Linked DNA regions of Hordeum vulgare: regions 2 and 3 are each linked to region 1. A link is a contact called in public Hi-C data. All regions are on one chromosome and are shown on one strand. Each heading gives the region's core, a stretch centred on a gene start, on an enhancer-like site or on the middle of the called end of the contact. The rest is flanking DNA. Distances are from core to core; before and after follow the strand shown.

Region 1 (3,134 bases), core at 449-2,948:
CAAAAGTCCAACCCCACCCACGCATCCGGTGCAGGATCGGGCAGAGAAGATCGCCGGCCCGGCCCGGGCCGGCAGCGGGGACCAGCGGCCGCGCACACGCGTCGTACAGACGTCGCCCACACGCACACGTTATTCTCAAGGTCACGAGTAGAACAACGCGGTCGCGATTCCATCGCGCCTACGGATCGTCGGTCCGTCCACCGCACCGCTCCGCTCGCACGCCATCCCTCTCTTTCTCTCCCGTCCACACTTGTCTCTCGTGCCCACTGCACCTTGGCCCTTTCCGTCCTAGATCTACCCATCTTTCTTTTTCTCCGAGGCTGTCAGCGTGTGAAGGGTTTGAAAGCCGCAATTTGACAGCTGAGTGCGCAATAATGGCATGCAAAATTACGTTAATACTGCTACTCCTTCCAGCTCAATTACTCCTGCGCAACCTCAAGGCAGTCGAGTCCAGAAGCAACCATGCAGAGTGAGACGTGCAATTCACCAAACCATTAACTGTCGTGTCGCAGAGATGGCAGCAAAACTGATGACGTTTCCCAACCATTCATCTTGCCTTTCTGAACAAAAAGAAAAGAAGTACTACTCCTGTCCTGAAAAACTCATCATCATACTACACTCATCTTACGAGATACACATATACTCAAGTCTCGGTTCACCTCCACGCCGGTTTGATCCGTTTAGACGAACAGATCTCAGATCGGTTCTGCTACGTTCTCGGCGGAAAAACTATTTACAGGGCTCCTCGGTCTGTCTCAGACAACTAAACAAAAATACAAGAGGACCAAAACGAGGAAGGAAGGAGGGAAAAAAACGTTCCCTGCAGGAAAAATGACAAGCTACAGTCATCATCTAAAATTTGTCCTTTGTCTAGTCCTCCGAAGGCGGCGGCCGGTTCAGATCCAGATCAAACGCGACCGCCTTATGCGCTGTCACCGCTGGGGGCGACGGGGACAGATCAACGACCGACGAGGAGTCGGAGTCGCTCTGGGCAACGGCCGCCACGGTGACCGGCTGCGCCATCTTCAGCGTGCGGTAACCTGACGAAGCCGCCGCGGCGGCCGCGGCCTGTTCGTAGAAGAAGTACGGGTGCAGGGGCTGGCGCGGCGCCACCGGGTAACCGTTGAATGGAAAGCGCATGCCGCCGGCGGTCACGGCCGCCGCGCGGTGGAAGAGGTCCAGGTCGAGGGCGGGCGGCAGCGGGATGGCCTGCATAGGCGCCTGGGCGCAGCCGCCGCTCCCACCACCGCTCGAGTCCAAGGTGCTGTTGCTGCTCGGGCTGCCGCCGCCGGCGGCGAGAGGAGACGGCGACGACGACGAAGGGAACGGGAAGTTCGTTTTGGCCTTGGCGCCGCGGAACTCGCGCGCGGCGGTGTCGTAGGCGCGCGCGGCCTCCTCCGCCGTGTCGTACGTGCCGAGCCACACCCTGCTCTTCTTGGCCGGGTCGCGGATCTCTGCGGCGAAACGTCCCCAGGGGCGCTTCCGAACGCCACGGTAGTGGGCGCCGCCGGCTACGACCCCGACGCCGCCGCCAACGCCAAGGCCGAGCCCGGTGGGCGGGGAGACAGGCGCCTTCTCCGCCGCTCTAGGCGCCATGGGTGCAGCAGGTGTACAAGTGGCGTGCGCGTATCTTTTTGGTTATGCGGGCGTTTTGGTGAGGTGGGGTGGGTTGGGTGTGTAGCGCCCAGGATAAGGCGAGGAGGGGGGCGTGCATTTATAGATGGACGGGGGGTTAAAAAAGGGAAGTGAGTAGGGGAAAAGGGGAGCGAGCGGTGAGCGGTGGAGGGAGCGGCGAGAGGGAATAAAACGCGGCGCAGTCAGCATGCGGTTTGACTGTCCTCGCCGCCGCCCCCCACTCGTCTTTAGCATGGCGGCATTAAATTAGGCCAGCGGCGCCTTTTTCTGTTTAGCCCACCGCCAGACATCAATTTTGCACAATATATGCCGTATGCCAGGGAACGGTTCCGCTTGAGGCCTTCTTCGAGGGATTTGAAGGGATTAAATCCCCAGCAAGTCAAAATTCATCTCAAACCCCTCCAATCCCCTTCAATCCACTTGTGATGGGGATTAACCGAACAAGCCCTGATGATGATATTTGTATTTTGCGTCGCCATACCCCCAAGTTTGTCGCTCAATCCCATTCTAGCGTCACACGAAGTAATATTTAGCCCATGTTTCTTTAAAATCCCTAGTCCCTATAAGTTTTTTTTCAGGGATTAAACAGAAAATAGAGGTCATTAAATGACATGCAAAAAGATCATGTTACCCCTAGTATTAGAAGTTATTAAATGACATGCTAAAAGTAGGGGCACTATTAAAAAAGTATCAAAAAAGTCTCAAACCTCAAGAAAGGGTTTTTTGGCGGCGTGTTGTTTATGAAAGGACGTGGATGTCGTTTAGAGGGGGGTGAATAGACGCTTTAAAATAATTAAGGTTTAGACTTGAACAAATACGAAATAAAACTAACGTTTAATATGTCAAGCACAAACCTCAAACAACTAGGTTCACCTATGTGCACCAACAAGTTATGCAAGATAAACAACTAAGTGATAGCAAAATATATGACAAGAGACAATATGGCTATCACAAAGTAAAGTGCATAAGTAAAGGGTTCGGGTAAGAGATAACCGAGGTACGCGGAGACGATGATGTATCCCGAAGTTCACACCCTTGCGGATGCTAATCTTCGTTGGAGCGGTGTGGAGGCACGATGCTCTCCAAGATGCCACTAAGGCCACCGTAATCTCCTCACGTCCTCGCACAGTGCAAGATGCCGTGATTCCACTAAGGAACCCTTGTGGGCAGTCACCGAACCCGTACAAATGGCAAACCTTGAGGGCGGTCACCGAACCCGTACACGTGGCAACCCTTGGGGGCGGTTACCGGTACCCGTACAAATTGCTCGGGGTAATCTCCACAACCTAATTGGAGACCCCGGCGCTTTTCCGGAGCTTCACACCACAATGATTGAGCTCCGAGACACCACCAAGCTTCTAGGACGTCAAAGCATCCACGAAGAACAATATCTAGGGTACTAAGTACCAAAGGTAATAAGCTTCTCAAACTTCACTTCCACGTATCACCGTGGAGAACTTAAACCGATGCAACCAATGCAATGGCAAGAACACACGAAG
Region 2 (3,091 bases), core at 418-2,917, 140 kb after region 1:
CGAGCTATCAGAAGTCATTGGAAGGATTGTTGCTCATGAGATGTCACTCAAATACAAAAAAGAGCTTCATAATAAATTTAATGACACTCCCGCTACCTTAAATGACACTCCCGCTACCTTAAATGACAACTTTATTATCAATGAAGAGATAAGCCTGATGATCAATAAATTTAATAACTTCTACAAAAATAAAGGCAAAGAGAGAAGCTCCTGGAGTCTTTAATATTGGACATACTCCTTTCCTTCATAAATAAATATAATAAAATGGTTTGAATATTTTAATATGGATCACATTGCGGACTAACATATAATCCCTCCGTTCCTAAATATAAGTCTTTGTAAAGATGTCACTACTGAACTACATACGGATGTATATAGATATATTTTAGAGTATAGATTCAATCATTTTGCTTCGTATGTAGACTCTTAGTGAAATCGCTTAAAAGACTTATATTTAAGAACGGAGGGAGTAGTAAACAAACACACTAAAACATGTTGATATAGATCTCTATAGTCAAAAAAAGTTAGAGGTGTTAAAAAAGAAGTGTATTCGGGAACTGATGAGTATTAAGAAGTGTTTAAAAACAGGAACAAGTCGAAACTGGTTGTTGATGAGATGACACAGCATTCAATTCGTCTCTATCAGAAGATTCAGGGACTGTTTGGTTCCCAGCCTAACGTTGCCACGTCTAACCTTAGTCATGCCACAATACCTTAGGCATGTGTTTGGTTCATTATCACACTTGTGGCTTGCCACAATTTTCTAGTTATATGGTCCACATGTCATACACTCAATTTTTGACAAATCTTGCCACACTTATGGTGTCCATTTTATTAGCCACATTTTTTATAGCAGCCATACTTTGCCTAAGGTTAGTTATGGCAAAGCTAGTCATGAACCAAACAGGCCGTGAGTCATCCAATTCGCGAGTCCAAAAAGAATTGGCCAGTCCACTTGCAGCCTCGATAAAAAAAAAGAAACTTGCAGCCTACTACGTTGCCGCACGAGCGCACGGCATGGTACACGAGGCCGCGTCCGTGGAGCAAATTGTTGCGAGCAGTGCAGCCAGGATGCACCCCACTTTGGAGACGCAATTATTGAAGAAGGAATTCATGGCGCAGAGGTGGAGCTGGACCGGCGGTGGCCCCGCGCCTCCCCTCGAGGACAGCCTCGACGCACTAGGGTCCGTCCGGACGTGACGCTAATTAAATCGTCACGCAGCACCTTCATACACAGCGCCGCGCCCATAAATTATCGCACCTGGGGCAGGCCCGCCGCTCAGCAGCCGGCCGACGCGTCGACGCCGTGGAAAAAGAGGGCGCCGCTGGAGCGGCGGCACGGCAGGGGGGGAGAAAAAAAGAGGCCGGCGACGGCGACCCGCCGAAAAGAAAAGGAGGGGCGACGGGGACCGGGCGCGTCTTCTACGTGCCGCCTCTCCAAATCAGTCGTCGGGTGGTGCGCGGTCCCCTCGCACGCGAACGGCGCCGCGCCAGGTGGAGGCGTGGACGGGGATTGCCCGGCGACGCCGGCACGTACCCGTATCCGCCTGTCTGCTTGCTTGCCTTTTTTTCTTTTCTTTTCTTGCTTTTGGGATTGGGATGGTGGTGGCGTGCTGTGGACTGTGGTAGACGGCGGGCGGTGCGGAGCGGGACAAAGTCGACGGGACGTCGCGCTACCGGGTCCAAGTCGTGCGCCCCGCTCCCCACTTGGTCTCCCCACCTGCCTGCTGCCGCGTAGTAAGCGGTGAGCGTGAACGCGGTCCGGCGTGCCTGCCGGTCTCGTCGTATATCGCTCCGAGTTTGACGTAGACGGCGGAGCAGTTGAGACAGCGTTTTACTCGGCTGCGTAGGAGTGACATGTTGTGCGCATGTTAAGTTTGTACTACTATCGGTTTTCATCATCATCATCATAATAAGTACGAAAGTTTGTATCGTTTTCGTACGTATGACACTTTATTCACTTTATTTAACGAGGAAAGAAAAATCAAATGCATCTTAATTTATACCGTTATACATACTATCCCGTCTGTTTGAAAATAAGTATCATCGTTAAAACCGTGAAAATTATGTTCTGCTAGTAAGCTTAATTCTATCTTTATCTTGTAGGTTAAAAAACCTTGTTGTCCGATGTTGTATTTTAAAATTTGGAATGTAAGACATCCTTGTTTAGTTGTTTTATCATTACTAGAATAAATGCTCGTACGTTGCAACAAAAGAAATTGTTACATGTATCATGTCTACACCTATTTTTCTCATTTCTCGTCTCAATTTGTCACATGCACATGTGCTGCAATTGTGAATGAAAATTCTTCACACTCCTGTAGTTTTCCTATATGCTCTTTGAAGAGGAAAAATGACTAGTTCGATTGATGAAGCACGTTAAATACCTCAATAGATTATCAACACTTTTTATTATGTTTACGAGTGCAGTGTATATTTCCATTTTAATTACTCCTTCCGTTCTTAAATGCGTGGGACAATAGCCCTTAAAAGGGTCCCCACAATTCTGTGTTTTATTAATAAAAAAGATAAACAACAAAGATGCGCTTATCTAGGATCGAACACTAGACTATGTGGTAAAAGGTTTAAGCTCTAGCCATTGGGCTACTAATATGATAGCAGTAAATTCGCAGTCCACTTATAGATAACCATAATAAAACGTATTGACTTCACACAAAAAAATTGAAACGTTGGGCCTTGATGTTGTGAGAGGCAGCCTGGCGTTGCGGCTTGGGTTGCACGGCCCACACGAGCGGATGGGGCAGCGAGCGAGGGGCCAACGGGAGCTCGTCCCTTTCCTCCTGCCCGAGGTAGGGAGACAACGGCGATGGACTCCGGCGAAGCAACGACGCCTGGGGCGGATCCGGCGGGAATGGGTCCATGACAACAGGATCTGGGCGAGGGAGCGTGGATCTGAGCGTCGACGTGCTAGAGATGCGGCTGGGAGCTCGGGCGTCCATGGTGGTGTCTGGTAGAAAAAAGATGGTGAGGCAGGAGAGAGATAAAAGGGAAGAAGAAGGGGCGAGCGACGCCGATGGCCTGGGTCGCCCGCGAGGCTTCGACCGGAGTTGGTCGACAATGCGAGGTGGAC
Region 3 (2,740 bases), core at 81-2,580, 240 kb before region 1:
AACTAGTAGTACTCCTACTTGGTTGTTGATTGGCATGTACCCTAATAAGTTAGAGATTTCATCAGGCCGGTCTACGTCTCCACCGATTCACCGCGTCTCTATAGACCATAGTATGGCCGCTGCGCGACTGTCTTTCAGCCTTCTCACCATGTGCAACAAGCAAACAAGTTAATGGCAGTAGCACTACTATGGATTAGCACATGCTCAGCACAGTATCCGCAAAAGACGGTACTGGTGAACGCCTGACCAAGAAGTACAGCGCCGCCTGCTGCCGCGTGCACGGCCGCACTCTCGGCGACTAGTCTAGTCGGCTCGCGGGGCTACCGGCCTTGGACCAAAAGACAGGGTTCACCGCGCAAAACACATCCGTTAAAAGTAGATATCCAGCCCTGAACCCACCTAAGCCCACCATTACCGACAGCACACCCGAAAGCAGAAACGCATGAGCGAAACGGACGGGAAATGACCAAGAAGAAAGGCCAAGCTTTCCACAAATAGGTATATACAGGCAGCTAGCCGAACCAGTGCCGTCGGCTCCCCTTGCGGCCGTCAGCACGTCTCTCTCTCACACACACCGTCACAGAAGCCCACTACCGTCGATCGCAGCCATGAGCCATGCGATCGTATCACGACCCGAAGAGCAGCGATGGCGGCTCGTTGAGGTCGAACGGGAGGCCGGCAGGCCTGGGCGCCATGCCGAGCTCGAGCGCCGTCGACGGCGGGACGGAGGCCGCCGGAGACGCTTCTTGCGGAAGACGAGGCGCTGGCGCGGCCGCCGGAGGCGAGAAGTAGACGAAGTGCCACGGCGAAGGGAAGTTGAGGTTGAGGTCGATGCCGCCGAACGGAACGGGTTGCTGCTGCAGGGGCGGGCGGTGGTGGTGGTGACGGTGGGCGTGGTCGGGGAAGTTGGTCTTGGCCTTGGCGCCGCGGAGGGTTCGCGCGGCGCGGTCGTAGGCGAAGGCGGCCTCCACGGGGGTGTCGAAGGTGCCCAGCCACACGCGCGTCTTCTTCCACGGGTCGCGGATCTCCGCAGCGTACCGCCCCCACGGCCGCTTCCTCACGCCCCTGTAGTGCGCCTCGCCTCCTCCTCCTCCTCCTCCCGCGCCACCTTGGCCGCCACCGGGGCTCGCCGCACCCCGCAGCACCGGATCCATCGGACGGGGAGGTGCACAGTGAGCCTACACGGCGCGGCCGGCGATGTCTGGCTTGCTCTCTTGGACAGGTCTCGTCCGTCTATCTAACGCAACGCATGTGGAGCGCTACGTGGGATGGGGTTCTTTGGGGGAGCGACGGTGTACTGGTATTATAGACCGGCGCCGCACCTCGTAGTCGTAGTAGAGAATGGGTGGGGCGGTAGCCGTATCTTGGGTTGGGGTTTGGGGGACGGGTTGGGTGGGGTGGGGTGGCTTGGGGGAGCACGCCACAGCCGCCGCGCGACTTGACGTATCGCCGGGACCGCTTTTATTTTTCTTGCTGCTGCTGGTCGCTGCGCGGTACCGTTCCTGGCGCTACGCAGTGTGTACTGTGCACCCAACCCACCGCCTCCATTTCTCACTCATGTGAACTCTCTCTCCGCCTGCCCGCGTGACGACATCCCTACCTAATACGGCCGCGCCGCTGCTCGCTTTTCACTAAGTCCTAGACCAGCGGACGATTCCACCTCGCCTCAAAGCAACTTCAACGCACAGGTCCAAATAGACACTGCATTTCTTGTCCATTTAAATCGATCTAGCGGACATGTTTGTCCTTTTTTTTTATTTCGATCATTTGTATTGAACCATTTTTTTTATCCGTGGTGATTCAAAAGACGAAATGGGTCACTGGTTGGAATTGCTCTGGTGCATGCGGCGCCGGACGGTGCAGCGCGCCATGTATGGTGGGGTCACGATCGTGGGGGCCTGCCTGCCAGTGAATCTTGCATTGCATGCCTGCGCCATCCTCCTGCCCTGCTTCCCGCCCGGGACTGCCTTGTCGCTTATTCGCCGCGAGGAATAAAAGAGGCGCAAGTGGCATGCTAGAACCAGCTTACGATGACCGGTGGGGGCATGGGATCGCTGTCCCCATGGACCAGTCAGTCAAATGAGCATGGACACCCTCGCGAAAAAAGAAAATGAGCGTGGATACACGGTGGGTGGCATCGGGGACGTGTCGACGGGCAATTGCTTGCGCGCAGTTCACGTGCGAGGAGGCGTGTCGTGGGGCGGGGGACAGCACGGGCGGGCTGGAATGGGACGCGTGTGGCGCGTCGCCGTTAGTGATGGCGGCGGGGCCCTGGGCCGGCCGATGGAAGGCGGAGCGGAGCGGAGCGGAGCGGAGCGGGTGGTGGGAGGAGTACGGCGTTCGGTGCGTGCGGCGGTGTGGGCCTACTCGCGGCTTTCCCTTTGCTTTCAGCAACTGTTTGTTTGAGAAGTTTTAGGACTTCTTTTTATCTTAATTAAAAACTTTCAAGTCCTATCCGTTCGTTTTCATCGACTAAACAGGGACTATAGATCATTAAATGACATGCAAAAAGACCATGTTACCCCTAATAATGTACTAGAAGTTATTAAATGACATGCTAAAAGTAGGAGCTCTATTGGAAAAAAAGTGTCAAAAAAGTCGCAAAAAGACCCTCCCACACGGACTTCTTCCTTTAGTCCCAAATACCCCATTTTAGTCCCTAAAAGTCCCTCCTGTTTGTTTCACACGGAACTAAAAGGGACTTTTTTTAGTCCCTACACCAAAAAGTCTATGGAAATAA

What was found. Hi-C and Micro-C count contacts between places; a contact is called where the count stands out from the background.
Region 2: a Hi-C map of leaf shows a contact between it and region 1, with 4 times the contacts expected there. The contact joins the enhancer-like site here to the promoter of LOC123444612 in region 1. A contact is called at or near these places in 4 of 6 Hi-C or Micro-C datasets (leaf and seedling) and 1 of 1 datasets of contacts at active chromatin or transcription factors (embryo).
Region 3: a contact with region 1 is called in a Hi-C map of seedling, with 3 times the contacts expected there. The contact joins the promoter of LOC123440370 here to the promoter of LOC123444612 in region 1. A contact is called at or near these places in 3 of 6 Hi-C or Micro-C datasets (leaf and seedling) and 1 of 1 datasets of contacts at active chromatin or transcription factors (embryo).

What each region holds. Positions count from the first base shown.
Region 1 is chr3H:516,421,954-516,425,087 of MorexV3_pseudomolecules_assembly, reverse strand. It overlaps LOC123444612 (ethylene-responsive transcription factor 4), which reads right to left and starts at 1,698. Exons shown (of 1, transcript XM_045121393.1): 1 at 592-1,698. The coding sequence starts at 1,596. The coding sequence ends at 871.
Region 2 is chr3H:516,286,342-516,289,432 of MorexV3_pseudomolecules_assembly, reverse strand. No RefSeq gene overlaps it. Among protein-coding and RNA genes, the nearest start is that of LOC123444612, 140 kb to the left of the region's middle. Within about 2 kb of position 1,667, at least 3 of the 3 cell types and tissues checked have open chromatin away from gene starts, as enhancers often do. A contact at or near this core is called in leaf and seedling, where this site is marked.
Region 3 is chr3H:516,661,021-516,663,760 of MorexV3_pseudomolecules_assembly, reverse strand. LOC123440370 (ethylene-responsive transcription factor 3-like) reads right to left here and starts at 1,330. Exons shown (of 1, transcript XM_045116939.1): 1 at 464-1,330. The coding sequence starts at 1,154. The coding sequence ends at 627.